Regions from separate parts of the Arabidopsis thaliana genome. Here region 1 is linked to region 2. The links are chromatin contacts, called in public capture Hi-C maps. All regions are on one chromosome and are shown on one strand. The core of a region is the stretch at or near the end of the contact, and the rest is flanking DNA. Distances in the headings are between cores, read along the strand shown.

Evidence for each region. Capture Hi-C pulls out chosen DNA fragments and counts their contacts.
Region 1: a capture Hi-C map of seedling shows a contact between it and region 2, with 2.4 times the contacts expected there. The contact joins the promoter of AT4G09420 here to the promoter of AT4G05700 in region 2.

The regions. Positions count from the first base shown.
Region 1 is chr4:5,962,128-5,967,319 of TAIR10.1, reverse strand. AT4G09420 (Disease resistance protein (TIR-NBS class)) reads left to right here and starts at 3,266. Exons shown (of 2, transcript NM_117010.5): 1 at 3,266-3,998; 2 at 4,083-5,192. The coding sequence starts at 3,544. The coding sequence ends at 5,001. It also overlaps the pseudogene AT4G09425.
Region 2 is chr4:5,849,445-5,855,061 of TAIR10.1, reverse strand. It overlaps AT4G05700 (a long non-coding RNA gene), which reads right to left and starts at 4,067. Exons shown (of 1, transcript NR_141895.1): 1 at 3,863-4,067. FBH2 (basic helix-loop-helix (bHLH) DNA-binding superfamily protein) reads right to left here. Exons shown (of 5, transcript NM_116987.5): 5 at 5,299-5,615. The coding sequence ends at 5,562.

The DNA.
Region 1 (5,192 bases), core at 2,017-4,516, 110 kb before region 2:
TTCCTCTTATGAATTCGTTTGAGTCCTGCATGACTCTCAGAATACCATGGTTACCTTTGAATTCATAGCCTTCTGCTTCTAAGGTTCCCATTGATATCAGATTCCTTGAAATTTCTGGAATGTATCTAACTCCCTGAAGAACAATGCTTGTTCCATCTTTCTTGACAAATCTCACGCTGCCTATTCCTTTGACCTCAGAGTAAGAATTATTAGCCATTCTAACCTTCCCTGACTTAGCCTTTTCAAAGTTTATCAGATACTCCTTTCTTGGTGTCATGTGGAATGAACACCCAGTATCCATAATCCATTCTTCCTGATCGTTTTTATCCTCACTAATGTTTACTTCTGAGGCAACTAAACCGACCAAGTCTTGAGCATCATCCTTTACCAGTGCTGTTTCTCCTGCACTATTTCCTTTATTCTTCTCAAGCCACTTGTAACATTGTCTTTTGAAGTGTCCTTCCTTTCCACATATCCAACAGACTTTCTTGCCCTCTGTTGACTTATTTCCCACTCCTCCAGCTTGAGATTTACCTCGGACGTATAGACCTTCACCTACTGGTCTTGATCCTCCTGAACTATCCCTTAGTTCCAGTTCTTTAGACTTCGCAGCGCTTATGACCTCATCCAATTTGATGCCTTCTCTCCCATACTTCAGAGTTTCCTTGAGCATGTCATAACTGTCAGGTAGGGCACTAAGTATCAAGATCGCTTGAACTTCATCAGGAACCTGAATCTGAAGGTTACTCAAGTCTGAGATCATCTTTAGAAACTCATCAACATTTTCTTCGAGAGTCTTTGAATCCTGCATTCTGTAATTATAGACTTTAAGTTGCAGGTAGACTCGATTTGGGAGAGACTTTACCAAATACAATCTATCGAGTGTTGCCCATGCCTCAGCTGCAGTCTTTGAGTTCTCGATGTTCCTGAGAACCTTATCACCGACGTTTATGAAGATCATATCCATCGCTTTCTCGTCTCGATCTATTCTTGCCTTCTCTTCATCGATCCTTTGTTTTTTCTTTGCAGGATCTGATTCTTCTTCATCTTTCAGAGGAGGTAACTGTTCTTGTTCCACTAGAGCGTCTTTTAACCCCATCACTCTTAGATGAGAGAACATCCGAGTCTTCCATAGTGAGAAGTCACCGGATCCATCAAACTGAGAAATCTTTAACTTCGTACTCGACATCTTTGATTCGATCTTACCTTCTTGAGCTAAACCTTTAGCTCTGATACCAATTTGTGAACCTTGAACCTTCAGAAATTGGATCGATTTCAGGTTCTGACTTGATTTGAGATCGGATTCAAAGAAAAAACGTAAAAGAGACGCACGGGAATTTATCGAGTTCAGGCTCCGATGTGGAACCCTACGTCTCGCCGGAGATGTCTCCGGAATTCACTAAAAACACTTAGCTCAAACTCGAGCTCTTTCTCTCTACAATTGTTCTCTTCTCTCTCTTACTTCCTTAGCTCGCCTAAAACAGACTTCTGATGTCGCCACCTCCTTAGCTCGCCTAAACCAGACCTGATGTCGCCACCTCCTTAGCTCGCCTAAAACAGACTTCTGAGACCTTCTGATTCTCTTAGAGTGTTTTTTGAGACTTAGCATATAGATCACCAAACTTCAGTTGTCTTACTGTTCCTTATAAGTCTCCCTTTTAGATATATATATATATATATATATCCCGTTTGATCAATTCTAGTTTATTTTTCAGGTCCACTACCGTTTCGGCGTTTCTCATAGAGCTGTCAATGTTAACCAAAGTCCGCAGATCCAGCTTCACATAATCGATGACACATTTTATTTTCTTCACGTAATTCAGTGATTTTTAAAAAATTTATTATTTTGTCAATTTGTTTTAACTACAAAAACAAATATTTTACATTTTAAATATAAGATAGTAATTGTGGAAGTCTTTGACCGAATGATCAAAGATGTAAAGGCTTATACATTATGTATGTAATTTGATTTCCAAAAAATGCAATTTCTTACAATTTGAAGGGGTAAACGTTGTCTGTCATAATTCATATGTATGGTATCAATCTGAGTATTGCAGAGAGGTGAAGTTATTTAACTGTTTATTATAATCGTATTCGTATGTATAGAAATTGATAAGTTGATCATTTATCTGTAATAAAATTAGATCAACTATCTTGATCAAAATATATATCATATATAATAAGACAATGTTTTTTCTAACTTTGTTTACTAATGCAATATTTATCATTAATTGTAGTTTAACTAAAATTATTTACTAATAGATATATGATATATTTAGAAAAATAGTCATTAAAATATGTAAACTACTATATATTAAACTACCATTTTGAGATGAAATTTGGGATCTACTATTGGAAATAAAAATATAATTAATATATCTTTATAATTATTTGTGTTTAATAACTATTTTTAGTATAAGTGAAAATAACTAAATCTATTTTAATATACATTAATTAGAATATTATATTTTTTTTAATTTTATTATATTAGTTTCATCCACGCATAATGGGACTTTCTCTAATATACTATATGATACTAGTTTTGTGATTAAAGAGATGTAAAAAGGTCAAAACATATGTCTGCGTCGAGCTTACCACAGTGGTCCCAACCCAAGCAACTAAGTCGTAATATACTATTCCGTCCGTCCCACTAAGATGAATTTTTTAGAAATTTCACATTCTTTAAGAAATATTGTATAAAGATAATTTTAACCTCTTAATATACTTTAAAAATAATAATAAATATTTATCTAATTAGTAAGGGTAAAACGGGAAAACAGTTTTAAAATTTGCATTGGAAATATAAAACTTCTATCTTTGTGGGACAAATATTTTTTCTAAAAAATTTATCTTTATGGGACAGAAGGAGTAATATATAATTGATTGCTTTCTATTGTCTTTAAGTCGAGGCTACTAAGTCTTAAATGTACAGCTTATAGGCTACTGTTATTAATAACCAGATAACGACATAGTTCCCAACAGGCGAGGTGCTTCACGACTTAAAAGAACAATTGTCTAAGACCACAACCTTTTAAAAGAAAAAATCTATGTGCTAGATTGATAATTATTTGTATTATATGATTAAATCAAATATTAGATATAACATATGATAAACAAATATATTTGATACTAGTTTTGTGATTAGAGCCAAAAAAAAAGTCAAAACATATGTCCACGTCAAACTTAGCACATTATGGTCCCAATCCAAGCAACTAAAAAGTCTTAATATACAGCTTGGTTGCTTTCTATTGTCGCCAACAAGACGGTAACTAGACACAGAGTTCCCAAAGGCCATACTAAAATAAAATAGAAGGCAATGTTTTAATCAAAATTAGGATTATGTATGTAGTTTTTTTTTTCTTCTAAATGCATGACATTAAAATTCTTAGTTTAACAAGAGGGATTGAATGGTTTGCTATCATATTTATAAAGAGAAAGTTGGTAAAAAAAATCGATTATATTATTAGTGTGGTGAACAATTCAGAATTTAGAATAATTTAGCAACTCCTAATCTCTCTAGCAAATTCTGAATCACTTTCTTCAATGTATTCTTCTTCTTCATCTTCTACCCCCAAGTTTGATGTCTTCCTGAGTTTTAGCGTAGAAGCCGAAACTTTAGTCTCGGATCTTCGCAGTTCGTTTTCTGAAAATGGCATTACAATGAAAGATGACGATCTAGAGAAGGGAGTCTCGTCCTTAGGTTCTGAGCGAAGCGAAGGTATCAGGGAGTCAAAAGTCGCTGTTGTGGTGATCTCCCAGAGCTATGCGATCTCTGCTCAGTGCCTGAACGAGCTCCAAACGATAGTAAACTTTCACGATGAACGCCGTATCTCCATTCTGCCCATCTTCTACGGAGTTGATTATGATGATGTAAGAAACCAGATTAAAGAACTCGCAGCGTCCTTCAGAAAGCTTGGTAAAGAATATCCATCTGAGAAGGTTCAAGCATGGATGATTGCTCTTATCAAACTCATCAACATATCCCGCTCAGATTCACGGTACTTTTACAAGATGCTGCTCTATTAGTCTATTTGTGCTTTCAACTTTTTCATAGTTAATCCTTTTGTTTTTTTTAACCACAGAATCCATGACGACGAGACTACGATCGATATGGTTATTACAAGTCAGGTCAAGCAAATTCTATTGGATAAGGATAAGCAGATCAATCTGAAAGCAACCATCTCGCATACTGTCTCAAACAAGCAGATCAATTCATTGACAACAAAAAACGTTGGACTGATCGGGTTGGATCGTCATATGCTAGCACTGAACGAATTGTTGGATTTAAAATCTAACGAGGAAGTTCGCTTGATTGGGATTTGCGGTCAAGGAGGCGTCGGCAAGACCACGCTAGCGAGATATGTGTATGAAGAACTATTCAAAAACTTCCATGCCCATGTGTTTGTAGACAATGCCGGAAAGATTTATAAGCAAGATACCGATGAGTCACATTCACAAAAATCTTTAACATCAAAGGAGATTCAAGAGGGCACTCAAACGGTGACAAGGACTCTGACTGTGGCCTCTGATTTTATCAAATCGACGGTTTCACACCAGAGAAGTTTGCTAGTCGTTGATTGTGTAGATAACATCAAACAGTTAGAGGAAATCGCAAACATTGTCGGCTTGTGTTTTCCTGGAAGCAGAGTCATCCTTGTTACACAGGACAAGAAATTGCTAGATGACTTTGGTGTGGAGCATGTCTACGAGGTCCAGTCTCTGAGATACGATGAAGCTCTTCAAGTCTTCTCTCAATCTGCATTCAACCAGCAACACCCTCCAGCTAGTTTTGAATCACTCTCCTTTCGTGCTGTCCGGGTAGCTGGTTTCCTTCCTCTGCTTCTTAAAATCCTCGGTTCTTCTTTACAAGACAAGGATGGCAAGTATTGGGAGAAGGAACTGCAAAGACTGGAGGGAGGCCAAGAAAAAGCAATTATGGAAGTAATGAAGAAAAGCTGCACAAGAGAAAAAGTCCCTACATTTATCTTTCCTCTAAACTGATGAAATTCTCCACCACAGGGAGATGTTGGTATTCCAAACTCGATCAACAATGCCAACTGATAGATGAGTTGTCATGAATCATGATGTATGATAGAAAGTTTTTGCTATGTAAAATATCTCTCTTATGGTTTTTTGAAATTTTATTGTCTCCATCTCAAGGCTAAGCTAATGAAAGTAGTAACACAAAAGTG
Region 2 (5,617 bases), core at 2,818-5,317:
TTTCCATATTTTGTTTTTTCAAAAGCTTATATTTTTCTTGTTTACATATATTGGTTTTTTTTTTCTTTTTCTTTCTACGTGTATTGACATAAAAAAAATTATAAAATCCAAACATGTTAAATGATAAGATGGCTAATCACGTGGATAGTTTCAGAAGCTTATAGCTTCGACTATATTAGATGAAAACTCATTCATCGTGGTTGGACCAGATCAACCCATTGACTTGCTAGCTGATCCAAAAAGACTCCAATTTATCTTCGAATCTCGTTTAAACCACATTTGTAGTATCCAATTAGTACGTGTAGTGTTGAATTCACGTATAAAATTGATTGTACATTTAAATGTGTTTTAAAACTAGGTTCGAGGTAACATTTATATCTTTATTTGTTACTTCCTAGACAAATTAAAACGAAATAGATCCTGACCCGCATATACGGGCGGGGTTTTGATATGTAAAGTATAAAATCTATATATATTTGTATTTTAAATTTATTGTTTTATTTTCTGTAATAAAATCATATAAAAGTATTTATTAAATAATAATAGCATATTAAATTTCAGATATAGTTATTTGCGGGTGAATTAGATGATGACCCTATGTGGCTATGTGCAGGTGATAACATACAAATATTTGTGTTTGCAGAAAGGTTTAGTTAAGAATTGTTTTTTTTGTTTGTTTGTGAACTATATAATAGTATAGAAATTATAATATTGAGTTGACAAAGCTAAATTGGTAAAATAGCTTTTGTTTATTAAAATAATTCTTGGTGCACATATTTATTTTCTGTTTGATTAGTTATTAAAAAAGCTAACGTTTTATTCCATCATTTGTAATTGTTTTATTAAAAAAAATAGTTTGGTGCATAACAAATAATTTGAACAGTTGTAGATTTTAGGTGTGTAATAATTATAACATAATAGTAATTTTTTAAAAACAATATTAGATTTTAAAATGTGTAAATTTTAATTTTTAGTAATACAACATTATTGTTTATAAATTAATATTTGGTAATTCAGAAAAACTGTACACCAAAAGTTTAATTAAGTGAAGACGAATACATTTTATGTGGCCAAATTACATGTTACGTAGAGTCGTAGTCATTGGCGGAGGCAGAATTTTTGTTTACGGGAGTCATTTATATGTAACTCTATATATTTATTTATATTGAACAATATATCCAAAGTATAAATTGTTGTTTTATATTTTTTCAAAAATATTAAATTTTGTCATCTAAAATAAACCTTAATATACTTTTTTCGATCAGAATGTATAGTATAATTTAGAGATTAATTATTGTTGTGTTTATCTTGATTCATGATTTTTTAAAAATAGATGTTAAAAACAATATTAAAAAGAATATAGGAAAAAATTATAACAGGATATCTCAAAATAAGGAGAAAAATGTATATGAAAGATTTTACAGATTTAATCCAACAAAAATGGAAAAAACAAACTAAGGTTATATGGAAAATGAATATGTATGGGGTCAAATACAGAAATCCATCATATGGCATGGGGGTCATTCTAGAAACTTAACATTAAATATGTACCTATCAATACATAAACTTACCTTATAATGAAAATTTTATAAATTTTATGGGGGTCAACTGACCCCCCTCCTTCTACACTACCTCCGCCACTCGTAGACCCCAATTAGCAAGCCTCTTTAACATATTTTCTTTATTCGTTTGTTTTTATGTATTTAATATATTACTGAATCTTATCTTATTTGTTTGGACAGATATTGTTTTTACACTCGAGATATTGTTTCCTGATAAGAGTTCTACTTTATTTAGTTTGTATATAGATTTCAACTAATTATAAATGTAATGATGTTCCCAAAAGATGAAGATAAAGAAAGGAAACAAATTGATACGATCATTAGAAACCAATAGATGTTTTTGAAAATGTAAGCATGTTATAAACAAATATCAATGTATTCATTTCAGGTGAAGCATCATTTGCGGGTAATTTAAGAATATGGTATTAAGGATATCAATCATCTCCTTGATTGATTCCAATCATATCTTCCATGTTTGTAATATTGTATATACTCATATTGATTATAAGTGTGCTCAGCAAGTCTCTCTTGTGTATATATATTGTAAATCGTTGAATGGAATAAATCAATCACTTCTATAAACCTTTATATGGTATTTCTATAAACCTTTATATATGGAGGAGGCAATCTCATTTGGTCATTGGATCTATTCAGAAATCTATATGTAAAAACATATAGGTTAGTGGATCAGAATATTTACATTTTGGTTATTGGATATGCATATTTAACTACTGATCCAAAAATTTAATTGAAGTTACTTCATAATAGAGCACCTTGTTTTGGCCTATTATGTTAAAATGAAAGTAGTAGATAATAGTTTGGATGGACAAAACTTTCTGCTATTGTTTGATAATCATTAATCACATGTTAATAACAAAACCTAGTTTTGCCGTAGTTTGTTAAAATGCAAGTAGTAAATAAGAGATTCAAAGTACAAAACTTTAGCTGTTTCAAACATAAGGTTTAGATTTAACCATATATCTTTAGAAACCGTAAACTTTTGAAAAACAAAGTTTAGCTTTTTTTAATATAAGGTTTTAGAATCTGGAAAAAGGAAAACAGTAAAATAACACTTATTTCGAGTTGTTATTAAGAACATAGAATATAATCAAATCAATGCAACAGTAATTTCTTCTCCTCAAAACAATTTGAGTAACACCAACACGCTTGAATTAGGAGCTATAAAATGAGTAAGAAAGGTATAGATGTCGTTTGCTAGCTTAATGAGTCTTGAAGAGGGTATTAGACATCCTATATTTATAGGAAAAGAGTTCGGCTACGGTTACAACCTATTAGATCTAAAGAATATGCTTGCGAATCAATCTTTTGAATATATATTTTAGGTAAATTCTTCATTTGTGAGCTAATGAATATCCTGTTTATGTAGAATTTGGATTCTTTTGGTAACTGATTGATAACAAATTTAGAAATCACCTTAACTATTGGGATACGATTGTTTTAATAATATCTTCTTAATTTTGGTTTTATGGTATTATTTTCCAGATTGCCAGGATCAAACCAATGATCGTTGTGAACTTAAGTAATAATAAATTGTTATGTTTTCAACCGTCCAGATCGATCCATAGGATCCGCGTGCCGATCCAAAAATTAAACCCAGGATCCGCGTGTATTTCCGAACCAGTCGCCCAAGATCCATGGGTATTTTACGTTGGAAGTTATGATTTTACCCTTGAACGCTTATTTTCATTTACTCATAGATTATAATTTTGCCAATGGCATTCTATGTAATATTTTACACTTTATAGGGTTATTTAATATCCAGTGATTCCCAATTAATAGTTAGGATGTTGAAACTTTTGGATGGTGGCAAATAAAGCTAGAAATGCTACTCTTAATAAGCTGATATTTATATTCCTTTTTCCATCAGAATCTATCTCTTCCAACAAAAACTTAGTCCGTGAAGTGAATTTATTCGGACTGGATAGATTTAAGATGTTGAAAACATAGTTTATTATATGAACATAAGGATTATGAGCAAGAAGGTTGGCATAAAGACCACGCTTAATGTTCGGAACATTTACATAGTATATACACTGTACACATAGACCATAGTTTTCAGACTCGTCGATGTTATCTTATTCTCGATCACGATCGCCATAGTTTAGGTATGTGACATACATGTAAACAACATGTGAATAACAAATGCTGATTTGGTTTGATTCGAGCCTTTTTTACTTCAATTAATCTGGTGATGGTTGCTTGATGATTCAGTTGAAGATGCAACCTCTGAAGGAGTTTCTGTACTAAGTCAAAGTACCTCACAAAGTAGTTTAAGAAAACAGAGCATCGTGGAGCAAACAAATGGAAATTCGTAAAGTCAGTTTATGGCGGTTGGCTTGGAGTCTAGAAGCTTGGAGAAGATTCTAGAAGACTGAAGAGTTTCTTTTTCATAGGAGGAAGATTCTCAACCAAGCTATCGAGCGGTCATCTGAAATCCTGGCGGATGTGAAGTTCATTAAAGAGAAGCGTTATTCTACTACGTCTTTTTGGATGTTTTGTGAATCTTCTTCTGTTTGCATCTATGAATTTTGTTTTGAACTATAGCAAGCTAGTTATTTTTTCATCTCAATTTTATTGAAATTAGATGTTTCTGATAATTTTCAGGCTTCTTTTTTCTAATGAGAATTGAGAGTGCAAAATTGTAGGCAAAGTCCCAAAAATTGTTGAATGGGACGAAACAATCCGTGTGATGATAGGTGCTATGCTATAGTTTGATTAATGTTATAGCGGGACAATAAAAGAAAAAATAGAAAGACAATCATCTTCATAATTTACTGTAAGAATTTATTTTTTTGGTTGATTACAAGATTGATATCCCCATTTTAGAGTTGATTCATTGATTGACCAGGAGGCTAAATGGTGGAATATAAACCGAAAAAATTCAAGATCTAATTGAGTAGGAAAATATACTCTTAATTCTGACTAGCTCGTAGCTGAGACAAAGAGTCTAGAATAGTGACTCAGTTCCATCAGCACATGTGGTGTTCCCAACGAATTCCGTATTCACGAATTTAGACTTTCTATTATGGAGAGTTCGAAATCAAGATGGAACAAGGGAACATAGTGGTTTCTACCCTTGGTTAGCTTGGTATAACTCGAAAGCGAGGAACGATAACAATACTAAATATGTAGAAACCAGATCCTTGACAAAATATTTTGTGATTGCGAGATGAACTCAAAGCGTGGATGCGAGTCCAAGATTAGGTGTAGCAGAGTACATTGGTGAAGGCATGGGAGTCGTTCCAGAGCTTATCATCCCTTCTATGTTTTGAACTCCCTTGTTCTTTGTTTTCAAGTTGATGGTTCATGGAAAACCAAAACAAAAATGTGCAGCCAGTTTGGTTTTAATTTGATGGCTTCAACCAGATTCATCTAATTGGTTTGAAAGGATTTCAAATATATTTCATGTCTTTACACTAAGAACTCCTGACACTACACTACTTTTGGTAGCGCGGTATGCGGAATGATTTATTTCGAAACTGATTGCAGCGGATTTAGTAAGATGATTAACCCTTTTTCGCTATAAGATTTAATCTACACTGCAATAAACAAAGACCCGATTATCTTGCCGGTTCGACAAAACATCGAGCAATTCTGTCCTCGTTTGCAAACTCGTTGCGGATTGGTTGCACCACTAAGCAATCTTATTCCATGATGGTTAGTAATCTAGTATGTTAGCTGTAACTGTATGAATGAGTTTTAAAAACACTGTAATACACATCTTGAAAATACTTTACTATAATCAAACAACATGAAATCAAAGTCATTTCACTAATATCATAAAGAATATATGTTTTCATTAATTCTTTTTAACTTTCTTCATTATTGTACAAAAATTTTATATTACACCTACATCCATTTATCAAATAATATACTTTTCAACATGACATCCATCTAAATTCAAGCTAAGATCATCTTTCGAATTTTTCGATCAGATCATTGCCGTTAAGCAAATATAAAACAAATCAGGAGCAAACCTTATTGTTCTTCCTTAGGTATGCATGTGCACCTCTTCTGTTCTTCTGTTAACTCCT